Linked DNA regions of Mus musculus: region 1 is linked to region 2. Evidence: chromatin contacts called from public promoter capture Hi-C data. All regions are on one chromosome and are shown on one strand. The core of a region is the stretch at or near the end of the contact, and the rest is flanking DNA. Distances in the headings are between cores, read along the strand shown. Region 1 holds the start of Osgin1 (oxidative stress induced growth inhibitor 1). Region 2 overlaps Hsd17b2 (hydroxysteroid (17-beta) dehydrogenase 2).

Evidence for each region. Promoter capture Hi-C pulls out the DNA fragments that hold promoters and counts their contacts.
Region 1: a promoter capture Hi-C map of trophoblast stem cells shows a contact between it and region 2, with 7 times the contacts expected there. The contact joins the promoter of Osgin1 here to the enhancer-like site in region 2. A contact is called at or near these places in 5 of 39 promoter capture datasets (embryonic stem cells, frontonasal cranial neural crest, hippocampal neurons and 2 more) and 2 of 115 datasets of contacts at active chromatin or transcription factors (embryonic stem cells and pancreatic cancer cells).

What each region holds. Positions count from the first base shown.
Region 1 is chr8:119,435,626-119,438,485 of GRCm38.p6, forward strand. It overlaps Osgin1 (oxidative stress induced growth inhibitor 1), which reads left to right and starts at 1,522. Exons shown (of 6, transcript NM_027950.2): 1 at 1,522-1,668.
Region 2 is chr8:117,729,646-117,732,654 of GRCm38.p6, forward strand. The region is part of intron 1 of Hsd17b2 (hydroxysteroid (17-beta) dehydrogenase 2); the gene reads left to right. Among named protein-coding and RNA genes, the nearest start is that of Gm31774, 17 kb to the right of the region's middle. Within about 2 kb of position 1,461, at least 23 of the 459 cell types and tissues checked have an H3K27ac peak or open chromatin away from gene starts, as enhancers often do. A contact at or near this core is called in pancreatic cancer cells and trophoblast stem cells, where this site is marked.

The DNA of each region.
Region 1 (2,860 bases), core at 272-2,771, 1.7 Mb after region 2:
CCCCTGCAGGATGTGCCCCTCCGCCAGTTTATGGTGCACTAGGTACTCCCCGGGGAACAGACTCTCCCATTGAGACTGCTGGCACAGACTAGGGCTCAGGGGTTCCGTGTGTTTAGCAGTCCTGGGGACTGAAGCCAGGGCTTTGAGCATGTTGGGCAAGTGTTCTCCACTGAGCCATCTCCCAGCCCCGAGCCCAGGGTTTGAACATATCAGTGCACAATGGTACTTGGCCTTCAACCTAGGGTCTCATGCAATGCTAGGCACAGGTTCTACTGATCTATTCCCCAAAACCTATATGCGGTATTTTGAATAATCATTCTTTTAATCCAAGAAAAACAAAATATCATTTTTTAAATCAAAATGCTGTGCTAGCAGCCAAGACTCTTGCAGCCGAAGGATGTTCCACGAGGTGGGCCCAAGGACCCCGTCTTTCTTTACAACTCTGAAGTTTTCTTTTTCTGGAATTTGTATTCTTTACTTAATTTTTTTTCTTTAGAAAATTGTACCAAAGTGTCACTTTGTTTAATGAGTTCCTTTTTTTTTTTTAAAGAATTGTTTATGTAATATATATGAGTGTTCTGTCTTCAGACATACCAGAAGAGGGCATCAAATCCCATTACAGATGGTTGTGAGCCACCATGTGGTTGCTGAGAATTGAACTCAGAATCTCTGGAAGAGCAGCCAGTGCTCTTAATCGCTGAGTAGTCTCTTGGGTACTTAGAGTGAGAGCCTGACACTCCCCCCCCACCGCCCCTCCCCAGTTCTGGTCCTGGTGGTAGAGTGACAGCTGATCAGGACAGGAACAATGGCCACCAAGGTGAGTGCACCGACCTAAACCACTGCCCAACTTCCTTCTCTTGAGCCAAGGCTCCATATGGAAAAGCGCTATTCCAGACCCAGTGTGCAGTAAGGGATGTCTCCCTAGGACCCAGCTTCCGTTCACGGACCACAAGAACCGGCCAGCAGACTGGCGTGACCCCCTACAGGAAGAGAAGTCTATAAGGACCAGGGAGGACGGACACACACTCACATGCGCATGCACGCACACATGAGGGAGTCCAACTCAACCCCACTTTTCAGATGGGGAAACTGAGGTTTGTTCAGAGTCTCCAACCAGGAAGTCGCTGAGTGGGAGTTGTCGGGGTTGACCAGTGACTGAGGGTTTTTTCTGCACACACCCGTGTCCCCTCTCCCCACACGCTGGGGTGGGAAGTGAGTGGAAGATCAGAGCTTTCTGGAGTTCAGAAGCCAGCTGGCCAGCTATTTCTCAGAAGCCTACCACTCACTGGTAAGGAAGAGACCTAGTGGTCTCTTTCAAGATTCCCTAGTTCCTCCTTCAAACTGAACCCGGGAAGGGAGGAACTGGCCAGCAGGGGCCCTTTAAGACTGGCCAGGGCCAAGTTCATTCACCCAGGGGCCCCTGCTGACTCACGCTTATGAAAGTGATTTTCCTGGTCCCGCCCCTGCCTCCGCCTCCTCCCTGCCCCGCTGTGAAATACCCCTGCTAGCCTTGGGCCTCGCACAGCCTCTGGGATCCCCAGGGCTAATGGGCATCCTGTTCTTGCAGCAGGGCACCGTGACAAAGTCTCTCACCGTGTGACCAAGTTCCTCTGAGTGTCCAGACAACCCAGGCTCACCAGCTCCCTCCAGCTATCTACCATCCATCAGGTGAGTGGTCCGGGCAAGGCTGTGGGTGGGAAACAATAGCTATGGGGCAAGGGTGGGCAGACGGGGGTCAGGAAAGCCGGGGTGTACACTGACTGGTCCTGAGGAGGACTCTGGGAGTCCTCCCTGCACCTCCAGCGATGGCCATGGTTAAGTGTCTGGGACACTCTCCCCCAGCGGCCCCTGGCTTAGCAGCCTAATCCTAACTCGTGAAATAGCTGTTCCGGCAGGAAGGAGCATGGGTAGCCTTGCTCCTTCGAGGCACCAATGGCCACTGTGTCTCCAGCCTGGCGAGGTGCTCCAGTGGGTCCTAGGTACCAGGCTCAGACAAGCACAGCCGAGGGTTCCTGGGTACTCGGTTTACGGAAGGTGCGGTGGAGAAAGTGGTGGACCGTGGAGGTTGGGCCATCAGGCACCCTTGGGCCCAGGTGGAGCAGGCACTTGGAACGAGGGTTCACTGTGACTAAGGCCAGGTAACACTTGGCTGACTGCACACTTCCTCCTGCCCCAGGGCTTTGTGTCACTAGCAGCTGTCACTGCTACCTGTTGCTTTATTTGGGAATGGAGGGGAAAGGATCCCAAACGAGGCTGTCTAGGACCTAGACGAGATGTCCCCTCCCCTTCCATTTTCCCCAACCTCAGTTTCATTCATGAAGTGGGGATAAGAAACCCCCAGCTCTTGGGGGTGGTGGTGGCATTTTTAGAGACAAATGGTATATGGTTCCCAGCCCTCCCTGGCATGACGATTTCATAACCTTAGAAATGTCTGCAGTGTTACACCAGGGCAACTATCGCCACTTCTGAGAAACTCATTTTTTATGTGCTCATACCTGTGGGGTCAGAGGTCGATGGCTAGCGTCTTCCTCAGTCACTGTCCACACCTTCTTTTTCATTCTATTATCACTATCATTATTATTATTATTGCTAGAGAGAGCACAAGAACACGTGTAGAAATCAGACAGCCACCCCTCCCCCCCCCCCCCGCCAGGAGTCAGGGGTCAGGGGTCAGCTTTCTCCTTCCATCTTTATGTGAGTGCTGCCTGCCCATAAGTCACTGCCCTTGTACAACAAGTTACCTGCAGGGCCACTTCCCTCCAGGCTTCCCTCTCCTGGACTGAACCTGGAGCCTGTCATTCAGCTCTCTGGCGGGTGATCTCCAGGGGCCCTCCTGTGTTTGTCTCTCCAGACCTAGGAT
Region 2 (3,009 bases), core at 211-2,710:
TATATGTGTGCATTCAAGAGCATGTGTGTGTGGTGTATGTGGGTGAGTGCGTGTATATGTGTGTGATGTGTAGTAAATGTGTGTGTGAGCATGAGTACGTGTGTAAGAATGTGTGTATGTGTCTGTGTGTGAGAGTATATGTATATGTATGTGACTGTGTGTATATGTATGGTGCATGTGTGTGTGTGGTGTGTGTATATGTGTGTGAGAGCATTGTGTGGATGTGTCTCTCTGTGAGTGAGTGTGTGCATGTCTGTGGTATATGCATGTGTGAGCATGTATATGTGCTTGTATGTATGTATGCATGTATGTGTATGTATCTATGTTTGCTTGTGAGTGTGTGTTATGTGTGTGTGTTGTCACGTTTGATTCTTACAAGCTTTTGGAGGAACAGTGAGTTAATGAGGTGTTATTTTCCACCACTATAACTTAGTTCATAATCAATACATTATTTCAGGAGATCATCTGTTGTCATAAGCAAGAGATACACACAACCTTATTTCAATTGCACCAATGAAGCTAGAGTGCTGGGTATTTTCATGACTAACCTATTTTCATCAATTCACTGAAGATCTCATAGGTGCACACAGTCTGTTTTGATCTTGTAGGGAATTTAAGTGAAACAGCAGAGCAGAGGCGCCTAAGGAGGAAACACCCAGGATGGGACGAGTTCATCTTAGGTGATTGACACTTCATGCTTGTAAAGCTTTACACACACACACACACACACACACCCTTCTTTCCCTATTCTGGGCATTGAATCTAGGGCCTTGAGAATGCTAGCCCTCCTTCCCGTTTAGACAGACTCTCAGTGAGTTGCCCATTCTGTGTTGAGCTGGCTCTGCACCCCAGAGGTCTGGTCCTTTCTGTCTTCCTACCCTAGTCTCCACAGTAGCTGCAGTAACAGGTCAGTATCACAGGACAGTTCTTCCACCATACAACTCTTAATTCTTAAAGATTCCTGACAATTTACATGTTTCCCTCTGGCATAGCAGAGTCCCCTCCCCTTCTCTTTCTCTCCCCTCCCCTCCCCTCCCTTCCCCCTCCCCTCCCCCTCCCCCTCCCCCTCCCCTCCCCTCCCCTCCCCCTCCCCTCCCCTCCCCTCCCCTTCTCTTTCTCTCCCCTCCCCTCCCTTCCCCCTCCCCTCCCCCTCCCCCTCCCCTCCCCTCCTCTCCCCTTCCCTTCCCTTCTCTTTCTCTCCCCTCCCTACCCCTCTCATCCCCTCCCCTCCCCTCTCCTTCCCCTTCCCTACCTTCTCTGTCTCTCCCTCTCTCCCTTCTTTCCTTTCTTCCTTCAACATGGGAATCCTTACATGGCTGTCAGTGATGCCCACTGGCACCTGGCAATCATACTGCGATCTCGCTTAGGAAAGACTGTTCTGGGCAGTCTTTGTACACAGTCTGCCCCATTGTACACAACTCTGAGGAAACCCTGGGCCTTCCTGGACTGGCTTGACTCAGAAGCATAGAGAGGTTATCTCATCTCAGCTTCCCAGCTTCCTGCTCTCCCAAGGTCTGCTGACCTCTGTGTGGCTTCTGGGCCACCGCACAGATGAGAATCAGCGCATTCTCGCTGTGAGGTCAGCACAGCAGGGTGTCCACGACTGTGAGGGCCAGAGCATGTCACGTATGACACGCTAGGACTTCTGAGCAGCACTGGGCTCCTGACTGCTCAGGTCAGCCTAGGAGAGCGCTGACTAGAACCTTATTTTCCCCCACGAGGAAGTGGAGGCTCCAGATGGCTTGGTACACTCTCCACGAGGCTCATCATGGATGACAGAGTCACATCACTGTTCATTATTAAAGGAAGTCAGGACAGGAACTCACACAGAGCAGGACCCTGGAGGCAGGAGCTGATGCTGAGGCCGAGGAGGGCTGCTGCTTACTGGCTTGCTCCCCAATGGCTTGCTCAGCCTGCTTTCTCATAGTACCCAGGACCACCAACCCAGGGATGGCACCACCCACAATGGGCCAGACCCTCCCCCACTGATCACTAGTTGAGAAAATGCCTTACAGCTGGATCTCATGGAGGCATTTCCTCAAGGGAGGCTCCTTTCTCTCTGATGATTCTAGCTTGTGTCAAGTTGACACAAAAGCAGCCAGTACATAATAGAACTACATTTTCTACTTCCTTTTCCTCCTCCATCCACACCTTCCCATGAACCTTCCTTGCTGTCTTTCAAGTTTATGACCTGTTTTGCTTTAATTGTTGTATGTATGTATGTATGTATACATGTATGTATGTATGTTCCTAAGTACCTAAGTACAGCCTCCTCACTCTGTGAATGTTACTTGTGTGTATCTGCCTTCAGGGTTAAGCTTGCATAATATTTTCTGTTCTCCTCCCAGGGAAGGTGATTTCTCTTGCTCTCAGCATCCCTTAGTTGGCTGTAGTTCTTTGTAATAGTAGGCATTTAGTTTTAAGACAGGGCCATGCAGAGGCAGGCGGATTTCTGAGTTCGAGGCCAGTCTGGTCTTCAAAGTGAGCTCCAGGACAGCCAGAGCTATAAAGGGAAACCCTGTCTCGAAAAACCAAAAAAAGAAAAAAAAAAAAAAAAAAAAAAAAAAGACAGGGCTTTTCTCTGTAGCTCAAGTCAGCCTGAGACTCATTATGTAGCCTGACCTGGAACTCGTAGCAATCCTCCTGACTCAGCTCAGGTCACAGCCTTGTGCTGCCATGTTCATCATTTTGTTTGGTTTTTAGAGACAGGGTTTCTGTCTGTAAGGAGTCAGATAGCTCTGGCTGTTCTGGAACTCACTCTGTAGACCAGGGTGTCCTTGAACTCATAGAGATTCACCCCACTTCTGCCTTTGGAGTGCAGGGATTAAAGATGTGGGCCACCAACAAACCTGGCTCAGTCCAACTTATTTTTAAAAACAGACTTCCAGAGCTTAAACTCAGCACTGTACAAGCACTTCACAGACATTAGTCTAGCCAAACTCTCTGTTAGGCCCATTCTGTAGATCTGGAAGCTTCCACTGAGAAGCCTACACAGGCGAGGGGAGGGGC